Regions from separate parts of the Hordeum vulgare genome. Here region 2 is linked to region 1. Evidence: chromatin contacts called from public Hi-C data. All regions are on one chromosome and are shown on one strand. The core of a region is the stretch at or near the end of the contact, and the rest is flanking DNA. Distances in the headings are between cores, read along the strand shown. Region 1 holds the start of LOC123440510 (cytochrome P450 94C1-like). Region 2 holds the start of LOC123444844.

Region 1 (5,613 bases), core at 2,280-4,779:
ATCTAGAACGCCTTTTTTCTGTCACAACCAACCAACTAGCCTGGTGATTTCAGTCTTGGAAGCTCGAGTGGTCGCATTGGGATCCCCATGAACTAGGGAGGCAGGGAGCTGCCTTCTATTGGCGCTGGTTAAGTAGAATACTTATGTGTGTGTGTGCGTTGATGCTAAATTTTTGGCTGTGTAAGCATGCGTGCCTGAGTGCTGTATGTGTGTGTGTCTTTAAGGGAGTGTATGTGCGTGTTGCTGCTAAATTACTTTTTACAGTGGAATTATAAAGGAAGAGATGGGAATTACAAATGAATATGCAGATATAGTTGAGAGCATAGTTTCATGCATGGACCATGTTTTATTGACTTCTAGATTGACATATTACACTGAAATGTTGATCACACGAGAGGAGAAACAAGTAGCAGTGTTACATCTGCAGATACAATTACTGAGTCGCATGTTGTGGAGATCTTGGATTGAGAAGATCAAGAGATGGAGATACTGAATGAAGGAAGAAGATAATGAAAAAGAGTGGACAATACCTTCTGTCTTTTCTTAGCGGGGTACCAATACCTTCTCATAAGAATATGTTCTCATTCAAAAGTACATACAATTAATCACAAAGGAATAAGAACAATTACACCAGGCAATCTAGAGGTGCGAGAGACCGTCACATCGAAAGACGACCTGGCGAACTTCTGGATTCTAAAGTTCTTTTTTTGTCTATTACATCTGTATATATTTTTGCATTTTTTTTCGTTGCAACGCACGAATACGTATTAAATATATTTTTAATACTCATATCTTTTAAACCATAACTTCAAATTTAACATATTATATATGGATTTTGATTAGAAAAATATGTAGAATCTGAATATGCATATTAAATATATTTTTAAAATATTCATATCTTCTAAACCGCAACTTCAAATTTAACATGTTATATATTGATTTTGACTAGAAAAATACGTAGAATCTGAATATGATGTTATTTTACCTATTAACCATTTTATTAAAAATATTATCTAGGATGCAATCTTACTCAGTAATGCATTACCCGTCTTTCTTTTATACCGGTACTGATTTTGATTATGGATGAACATCTCAGCAAAATCGGGATTAGAGACGAAATTGAAGATCACTTGACCGTTTCTTTCTACGTATTAAATCTACATGCAAGATGTATTTAAATAGAAGACCCGTGAAACCATGAAGTGCATTTTTGTAGGTTAAGATTGTCTTTGTTTGGATTATAGCCACAAATACTCAAATTATAGACCACCTTTTGTAAACTAAGAGTGTGTATTATATTATTTTTTCCGTTGCAACGCACGGACCCTTTTTCTAGCACGGACCCTTTTCCTAGCTTTATAAAAAGGACAAATATGCCTTATACAAAGGAACAAAGGGAGTAAGACAGTGTGAGATACAACCGTTACGTTTGGCCATTTTCGGAAGGGTGGGAGGTGGACAGCAAAGATAGGAGAATTTTTCGTTTGCATAGACAAAGATGGATGTCCCGGTCCAAATATTGCCACGAAGACACATGACAGGAGCAATGACGAAGACGTTGCCGCCGTTTCTGTGATTGAACTTGTTATTACTTGTATATATATACGTGCTCACATGGCTTGCTATACGTGCCTGGTACATTATTACGCACGCCCCAGGAATCTCATCTCCCTGCACAGGATAGAATACGCACTGCAGCTATCCAAAACTGTATATATTTGCATGCGACATAGCCGCTCGGAATTTAAGTGCGTAAAGCATCGGGCCAAGATATCATTTCCGCGCTAGATTCGGTGGGTCTACTCATGTTTTCATAGCTTATCAGGTAATGACTCGCCACTCACGCCACCTGTTCACGGCTCACTTAATTTTGTTGTACAGGTCGGCTTCATGTTGCTAAACAGTAAGTGTCTGTTTTTTTTTCTTGGTGGTGTGCTCTGTAAAGAGCACAACAGTAAGTTTCTGTTGGCCGGGCCGTTGCTCTAATTTAGTATGCCGTCCATTTGTTATACGCACGGATCTCATCTCCGACTGAGCACGTACCAGTACCACATGCAGGAGATTTATTAGTAGTAACAAGCAGTTGAAAGATGAACATGAAGCACATGCACGAACCACATGGTTTCTCTTGACCCCTGGTTGGGCTGATGTACGTGCACCGTACATTGTTTTTTCATAGCTGGAGAGAGCTTTTTTTTTTCTTTTGCGGGTTGAGCAATGATGCAGCAGTACCACTACTTTTTTGTCCAAAAAAAAATCATGCATGCAGCACTACTCCCTGCTTTTGTTTACCTAGAAATTGAGAGTGCAATCAGACTCACGACGACATGATTAAGCTGCCACGTCGGGTCTTACGAGGCGAGCAGCTCGATTGATCGGCGACATACCTATCAGTGAGCACGTCCTCCGACCGTAAAAGCGAAACAACTTGCACCGCGTTTTCAGAACAAAATAGAAATACTCCCTCCGTTCCATAATATAAGTCTTTTTAAAGATTTCATAAAAGGACTACATACAAATATACATAAACATATTTTAGAGTGTAGATTCACTTATTTTGCTCTGTATGTAGTCCCTTAGTAAAATCGCTTAAAAGACTTATATTTAGGAACGGAGGAAGTAGTTGGAAACTTGCACCGCATTTCATCATAAAAAATCTTTGCCGCGCGCTGGGTAGATACCCATCGAGCAGCAGTGGCGCCGTTGGATGAGGCCCGAATTAATCGACCCTGCAGCGCAGCGGCCTGACCCCTGAAACGCACCGCATTACTACTACTATGCAGCCCGTCACGCACGCACGCAACTTGCGCCTCCAACGATGTCAGTGTACCCGGGGGCATATAGGAGCTAGCGGCGCGTACCGGCATTGATGAGTTTACTGGGCCGCTGTCGCCGAGAAAGGTCGGTCCGTCCCGGCGACGGCAGACGGGCGGCAGGGACGTACGTGTTCCGGCCGGGTGGTCCGGCGCCTGGATAAGCTAGTGGACACTGGAAACACGTGCAAAACGCCACGGCGCAGTAAATATCCCTGGATCGGCGACTAGTCCGGCGGTACAATCGTGCTGTCTGGGTCGTGGGAGGGATCCAAGCACTCACTGTAGTGCAGTCAGTAATAACTGGCTCTGGTCCTGTTTAAAAAATAACTGGCTCTGGCTGGCCCAAGTAGGCAAGGCGCGGGCTTTCCTGTTTTGTAGTACGATATAGTACACGGGTAAAAGGAGCATCGACGCCGTGGCCGACCGGCCGCGGTAGAAAAGGCAAGCACTAGCCGGAGGCCGGGCCGGAGCCGGAGCCGGAGGTGGGTGACGATGCGTGGCCCGATGGAGCGACAGGCATGGCGCGGCGGACAACGTGCAGATCATTAAGCTAGCTGTTCCTATTGCACATGTGGCTCTCCACCTCTACTAGAGTCTAGACCACCAGCCGCTACAGGCCGACCGATCGAGGTGCGCTCGAGAGGAGAGCGAACGTGCTCACACCTACTGGCTACTGAGAGGGAGAAATAGCGGTCAAACTCACGAGGCGAGTCCATTCCTCACACCACACCGTCCTTTTACACACGAGCTGTGACGAGAGGGCCGGCGGCAGTATAAAGCGGGGGGCGGGCGCAACGGCACCTCACCTCACCCCCCGCGCGCGCACACACGCACGTACGATAAAAAAGCAGCTAGCGCCGTGGTTACGGTTACGTACGTGGTGCTCGTCATGGGCGTCGAGGCTGCGCTGCATGGGGGGGCGGGGGCGGCGGCGGAGGCCCTGGCGCTCTCGCTGCGGCCGCACGTGGCCGGCGCCTTCTTCGCGCTCGCGGCCTGCGCCGTGGCGCTCGCCGCCCTCCTGGCCGTGGCGCGCACGCGCCCGCCGTGGTGGTGCGACTGCGCGGTCTGCGAGGCCTACCTCACGGCGTCCTGGGCCGGCGAGTTCGACAACCTCTGCGACTGGTACGCGCACCTGCTACGCCGCTCGCCGTCGCAGACCGTGCACGTCCACGTGCTCCGCAACGTGCTCACCGCCAACCCGGTCACCGTCGACCACATGCTGCGCGCGCGCTTCGACAACTACCCCAAGGGCAAGCCCTTCTCCGCCATCCTCGCCGACCTGCTCGGCCGCGGGATCTTTAACGTCGACGGGGACGCGTGGCTGTTCCAGCGGAAGCTCGCCGCGGCCGAGCTGGCCTCCCCGGCGCTCAGAGCTTTCGCCGCGGGCGTCGTGGCCTCCGAGCTGCGGGGCCGCCTCCTTCCCCTGCTTCACTCTGCCTGTTCCTCCTCCAAGGTGCTGGACCTGCAGGACGTGTTCCGTCGCTTCGCCTTCGACTGCATATGCAAGATCTCCTTCGGCCTCGACCCGGGCTGCCTCGAGCTGTCCATGCCGGTATCGGCGTTCGTGGACGCGTTCGACACGGCGTCCATGCTCTCCGCGAGGCGCGCCACGGCACCCATGCAGATCGTATGGCGCCTGAAGCGGTTCTTCAACGTCGGGGACGAGAGAAAGCTCAGGGAATCCGTGCGCCTCGTCGACGGGTTCGCCGCGGAGGTCACCCGGCAACGACACAAGCTCGGCGGCGCCGCGTCCGGCAGCGACCTCCTGTCGCGGTTCATGGGCTCCATCAGCGACGAGAAGTACCTCAGGGACATCGTCGTCAGCTTCATGCTCGCCGGCCGCGACACCGTCGCCTCAGCGCTGACCGCCTTCTTCCTGCTCCTCTCCGATCACCCAGAGGTCGCGGCCGCCATCCGGGACGAGGTGTCACGCGTGACGGGCGACGACGACGACCGACCGCGACCGAGCTTCAGCAAGCTCAAGGACATGCACTACGTGCACGCGGCCATGTACGAGAGCATGAGGCTATTCCCGCCGGTGCAGTTCGACTCCAAGTTCGCGGCGGGCGACGACAAGCTGCCGGACGGGACGGTCGTGGCCAAGGGCACGCGGGTCACCTACCACGCCTACGCCATGGGCCGGATGGAGTCCGTGTGGGGCGCCGACTGCTCCGAGTTCCGGCCCGAGCGGTGGCTCCGCGACGGGCAGTTCGTCCCGGTGAGCCCGTACCGGTACCCGGTGTTCCAGGCCGGCGTGCGCGTCTGCGTCGGCAAGGACCTGGCGCTCATGGAGATGAAGGCCGTCATCGTCGCCGTCGTCCGGAGCTTCGACATCGAGGCGATCGACCGGAGCTCGCGCCGGCCCAAGTTCGCGCCGGGGCTGACGGCCACGTTCGCCGGCGGCCTGCCGGTCAGGGTCCGCCGGCGAGCGCGTGGCTGCCCACCAACCTGATACGGAATAAACAACTGTTGGTGCCCTGACGATCGCCTTCTTGTTGGCTTATTATTCTCGCTCGTTCCCTTCTTTGTTTCGAACAAGGATAAAATCGTGCGCTAGATTGTGTGCCGCTGGCAAACTCGATCCGTGGCCACTCGTGCCGCGAGTGCGGTGGCATTTGGCAGCACCGAGGAGTTGATCGATGCTCGACGATTGATTAGTCAGTACGCAGCTCTCCACTTGAGGTTCAGAATCGCGATCGATAGATCTACAGATAGATTCCTCGATTCGACAGCAAATTATTGAGATCGGATCACGCTTCAGTTACGTCCGACTGTTCTGTGGCACGGATGAACGAAA
Region 2 (5,613 bases), core at 1,592-4,091, 200 kb after region 1:
AACATATAACAATGTCACCCAAAAGATCATGGAACAAGCAGAATTTATAGATACGTTTGGGACGTATCAAGACCAAACCTCCGATAACACCTATAGGATCTGAAGTATGTCTTAAGGGGGGGGGGGGTGATTAGGCTACTTTACCAAATAAAAAGCTAGCATTTTCCCAATTTTATTTGTGTGCATGTTTTAGCAATTGTAGCAAGTCAAGCACACCCTACACATGCAAGTCTAAGAGTATAGAGCGGAAAGTAAAGACATGCACATGTAAATAGAGGGTAGGGATAGGAAGATCAAACACAAAGATTGACACAGAGATTTTTGCCGTGGTTTCCGATAGGTGGTGCTATCGTACATCCATGTTGATGGGGACTTCAACCCACAGAGGGTAATGGTCGGGCGAGTCCACGAAGGGCTCAACCCATGAAGGGTCAATGAAGAAGCAACCTTGTATATTCCATCACGGCTTACGTCAACGAATGACTAGCCTCACTCGGGGTAGATCTTCACGAAGTAGGCGATATCCTCGCCCTTACAAACTTCTTGGTTCAACTCCACAACACGAAGTAGGAGGCTCCCAAGAGACACCTAACCAATATAGGAGACACCACTCTCCAAAAGGTGATATATGTGGTAGTATGATGAACTCCTTGCTCTTATGCTTTAAAAGATAGTCTCCTTAACACTCAATCACTCTCTCATAGATTTGGCTTGGGTATAAGAGATTGATTAGGTGGAAAGCAACTTGGGGATGCTAGAAATCAAGATTCATATGGTAGGAATGGAATATCTTGATCTCAACACATGAGTAGGTGGCTCTCTCTCAGAAAAATGGATATGACAAGTGTTGGGTCGTTCTGAATGCTTCCCCTACGAATGAGAGGTGGTGGAGGGGTATGTATAGGCATCTCCAAAAATCCAACCGTTACAACATTATTGCCCGCTCGGTGAAACCGAAGTAAAAAACTCAGTTGCACCGACTAGTGCAAAATGTGGCAACTTTTGGCGTTTCGGTGACACCGATATATGAATCTCCATGGGTTCGATTTTGGATGGCCTCGGTAGTTACCAAACTCGGTGGCACCGATTCCTAAAACTCGGAAATTGCGATTCTTAGAAATAGGTAGACAAAGAGTTGGTCACTGATTCTCGGTCATACCAAAACAAGACATGGTGTCACCAAGAAAGCCAGGGTTTGCCATAGGATTTGTCTGAGGTAAAACTTTGTCTGGCCGAATGGAAAGTTGGTGGCGCCAAATTTTGGATATTTAGGATTTTGGACAAAATATTTGTGGGAGAATTCATGAGTATTTTTTGTGGCTAATCTCTAAGCACTTGACAAACCAGATCATCATAGTCACCTCATCCCCTTTTAATAGTATTGGCTTTCTACGGACTCAAGTGTGATTTCTCACAAAAATATAAAATGTACAGTTTTCAAGCTTGTTGCTAATAGATGTTCCTTGCATATAGGGGTCCTCCTCACAATCCTTAGACAATGCATCATTGAACTTTTCCTGAAATATACTAGGTAGAATCATTAATCCAATGACATATACGTAGTTATTAATTACCAAAATCACCTTAGGAAGAAGTCGTGCTTTCAAGTTCACAACTATCAGTACATTGCGGAGGCATTCATATAGTCATTTCTTTCATCATTATTGAGTTGTTGTATCGAGTTGTAAGTAGATAGAAGTGTGATGTTCATCATTATTAGAACATTGTCTCTGTGAGGAAAGGATGATGAAGACTATGATTCTCCCACGACTCGAGATGAGATTGTGTACGGAAAAAGAAACAAAAAAATAGAAATAAAGAAAGGAAGAAATAAAAGAAATAAATGAGAGAAAATAAAGAAGCGACACTACTACTACATCTTTTTCCACACTTGTGCTTAGAGAAATCACCATGTTTTTCATATAGAGAGTCTCATGATTTATCATTTTCATATGTTAGTGGGATTTTTTCATTATAGAACTTGACTTGCATATTTCATTGACGGGCTTCCTCAAATGCGTGAGGTCTTCACGAGCAAGCAAGTTGGATGCACACCCACTTAACTTTTGTTCAGCTTTCATATACTTATAGCTCTAGTGCACTTGTTGCATGGCAATCCATAATCCTCGCATATATATATCGATTGATGGGCATCTTCGTAGTCCATTGGTCCGTCTAATTGATGCGAGACTTTTTTCTCCACTTGTACTCCTTTCATGTCTACCACCATATTCTATTCCATCCATATGCTATGTCAATGGTTTACGCTCATATATTGAATAAGGTTGAAAATGTTGAAGCGTGTTAAGAATACAATCCAATTGCCTCGCTTAACATCGTGATGCTTAACATTTGTATTCATGTGGTGAATATAAAGACATGCCATGCTAATATGATAAAATAAATGAGAGTAACGTTCTTCAGGGATCATAAAAGCAAAGCTAAACCTCTCGTGAAAAAAGAAAACACATTTTTTTCATGCAATTTTCTTTTTAAAAATTATTTTTCGTCTAAAAGCTAAGAAAGAATGGTGAAAAAACGAAACATCAAAAACATAAAAAATAATCTAAAAAACCAAAAACAGGTGTGAAAAAATAAAAAAAAACTGAAAAAACATTCAGGCGTTTGAGAACACGTGAAATGACTTGCGATCGTTGAAAAAAATGATCGTTGAAAGGCTTGCGAGGGAATGCTCCACAACTACTTGCTCCCACTAGCAGTAGGCCCGCAGTACGTAGCAGGGCCGGACTCGGAGCCTTTCGAGGGCCTGAAAACACATACTAGGAAACCAAGCCCACGCGGGCGCGCCCCAAGGTGTATAATTGGGCCCATCTTCCGCCAGACATGCCCTCTCTTCCCGCGGCTCTAAGCCCTAGAACACCCCTTGCTTTTCGTCGCTGCTCCCCCCGCCGGTGATGGCCGCGCCGCCGGAGACGACGGGCGCGCCGTCCCCGCCGGAAGGGGAGGACAAGGGAAACGCGGGCGTCGAGGTCTGCTGCTTCGAGCAATCTGCAGAGGACTTCTCCAGAGCGGTACGCGCCATCTCGGAGCTCGCCGCCGGCGAGCCCGAGCCCGGCTTCCCCGACGCCGAGGCGGAACGGCTCGCCTCCTCGATAACGTTCCTCAGGTGAAGACACGCCCTCCTTGCTCCCCAAACACCGCGATAGAATCTGGCAGCTTTCAGTTTCGGGCTTGCAAACCGTACAGCGGCGACAGTAATTAACATCTGCTTCATCGGTTGAACTTTTTACACGTGGCGCGTGACGGAGATGTGGTTGTGCGAGTACGGTGGAGCTTGGAACGTGGGGCTTCTTTAGTTCTGTTGATTGATTCGTCGTGTGTGCGGGAGAGTTTTGTTGTAGTTTGTGAAATTTGGAGTTTATGGCACCATCACAATTCAAAACGATAAATTCTAGTCGTCATGTTCTTGTTATGGTAGCATTTATTTCTTGCGGTTGGTGTTCACAAGGATTCATTTGATACAGCCACTGCGTGTGATTGTGTTGTTATCAGCTGGTTTTTGCCTGATTAAAGTGATACCATGAGACCTGTTGTGAGAATATGGTGCCGTGGTAGCTAAAATTTAGTAAGTTCAAGTTTTTTGTTTGACTGATTGTTGATGATAGGATCTTTTAAATTCAATGGCTGGGCGCCTGTACACTGGGATTTTTTGGCCTTTTCTTGATCTACAGTTCTAGTTCCTTTCATTTTAGATTAAAAAGATCAGATTTATTGGCAAGTAAGGCCACTTTTATTGACTTGGTATGGAATTAATTTGAGCCTTTTCTGCTTAGTAGTAGCACATGCTCATCGGAGATGGCTCTGTTTGTCCATAAGATTAGCACATTGTGAAAAGTTGCAGTTGTTACATTGGCAGTATACCTAATTGGAGAGCACAAGATGTCTTCTTGTTTCGTTTTTACTAGCTTACTCTGTCCTTCCTGTTTTCGTAGTTTAGTGTTTTCGGATTACTCAGAACCCATTCTGCTGGACATTTAATCAATTGTTATCTTCCAGAGAATGGAGGCATTTTAATTATGAGCCAAAAGGTGTAAGTTTTACTCACGGCACTGGATCAACTTCATCCAGAGATAACACACATGAGATTACCTTACCACAATTCTCGTCTGCATCTGTTCCTCAGGTTAGTAAAACTACGGTCCTAATTCCTGATTCTAAAATTCCTGTTATAACATTGGAGGGAAGCTTTCTGCTGATTTCTTGGATCACATAAGTGCAAATCAATGCAGGTCACTCACTTGGAAGATGGGAGGGATAATAATACATACAGGTATTCTTTCTAGAAGCTAGACTTTTCCAGCTACTATAATCTTCTTATTTTGTTACATGATTCTCCCTAAGTTTGTTGTGGAGAGATACATTATGATTTAAGTCCCTCAGTTCTGGTTATTTGGAGTATTGAAGTTATGCCCCGAGATTTTCATATAGCCCTTTTTATGTAATATTTTTGTTTATCTGCTCACAATTCAAAGGTTGCTGCACAGGGACTGGTAAGCAGACCAGTACCTATTCTCATCTTGTTGGTGAAGAATTTTCCACCAAAGTATAACAATTTTCTTGCTGTTTCACATGTAACATGGTCTCGAATACACCTTTGATAAGTACCCTTTCTAATTGTATACAGGTAAAATAGTTTAAAATAATTAGTGCTAAGGAAGTAATTTCATTGACCAATATATGAATACCATTTTGTTCTTTGGTGTAATCAGTGATCAAAACTGTAAATTTTGGACTGCACACGCTGTAAAAGAACAACTATTTGAGGATGAAAACAGTATTCTCTTGGTCCAGGAGTAATCCTGCAGAGTGAGTTGGGTAATCAAGTGTCGCCAACCCATGCAAGGTTTTGCTGCTTTTGGGGGATTTGTTAGTAGGTCAAGAGTGAAGTTACTTGATGAAACACCATTGCTTTGTTTCTTTCATTAATTAAAGTTCAGCATTGTCATAAAATAATGATATGTGGACACACTGCTAATTTTGACCTTCTTATTTCTACACTCTTTCAGTTTTCTCTTCTACATTATCAATATGACTCTGGAGAACCATGCTGATTGAACTGTGATTAAATCTCTTAATTTTTGCAGTTCTGATTTCATTTTGTTCGCTGGGGGGAATGTTTGGTCGCTGGACTGGTGCCCAAGGTTGTGCGACAAGCCTTCTTCTCCTGTAAATTGTGAGGTTGTGGTCAACTTACTCTTGAGCATGAACTAGTAGCTTTCTTTTGTTGCGAGTCGTGGCTTCGAAAAAGCTTATGTTGTTCACCGCCAAATTTAGCAATGAGAAAAATGCCATCATCTATTTGCTTCGCATGTGGTCAGAAGCCCACATTTCAATGGCATAGTGATTCGTTGTACTTCTAAAAAAACTCTCCAGACAACCGTTGCAGTACTTTCCTCAAGTGCGTCTTTGCATGCAGACGCATTGCTGTGCTGCACTTGTTTTTCAGTGTCTACGAATAGTACCTTTTTTTAGTCGCTAGAATTTACCGGACTTACAAAAAGATAAGTACAACATAGGAGTTACTTAGAATTGCTGACCATGTTCTTTTATCTTTTGCAGTATCTTGCTGTTGCTGCTCATCCTCCTGGTTCT

Evidence for each region. A called contact is a pair of places that touch in the nucleus more often than the background predicts.
Region 2: a Hi-C map of seedling shows a contact between it and region 1, with 3 times the contacts expected there. The contact joins the promoter of LOC123444844 here to the promoter of LOC123440510 in region 1. A contact is called at or near these places in 2 of 6 Hi-C or Micro-C datasets (leaf and seedling) and 1 of 1 datasets of contacts at active chromatin or transcription factors (embryo).

Annotation. Positions count from the first base shown.
Region 1 is chr3H:542,524,928-542,530,540 of MorexV3_pseudomolecules_assembly, forward strand. LOC123440510 (cytochrome P450 94C1-like) reads left to right here and starts at 3,530. Exons shown (of 1, transcript XM_045117076.1): 1 at 3,530-5,613. The coding sequence starts at 3,706. The coding sequence ends at 5,268.
Region 2 is chr3H:542,725,481-542,731,093 of MorexV3_pseudomolecules_assembly, forward strand. It overlaps LOC123444844, which reads left to right and starts at 2,842. Exons shown (of 16, transcript XR_006631033.1): 1 at 2,842-3,127; 2 at 4,018-4,144; 3 at 4,251-4,291; 4 at 5,106-5,199; 5 at 5,581-5,613.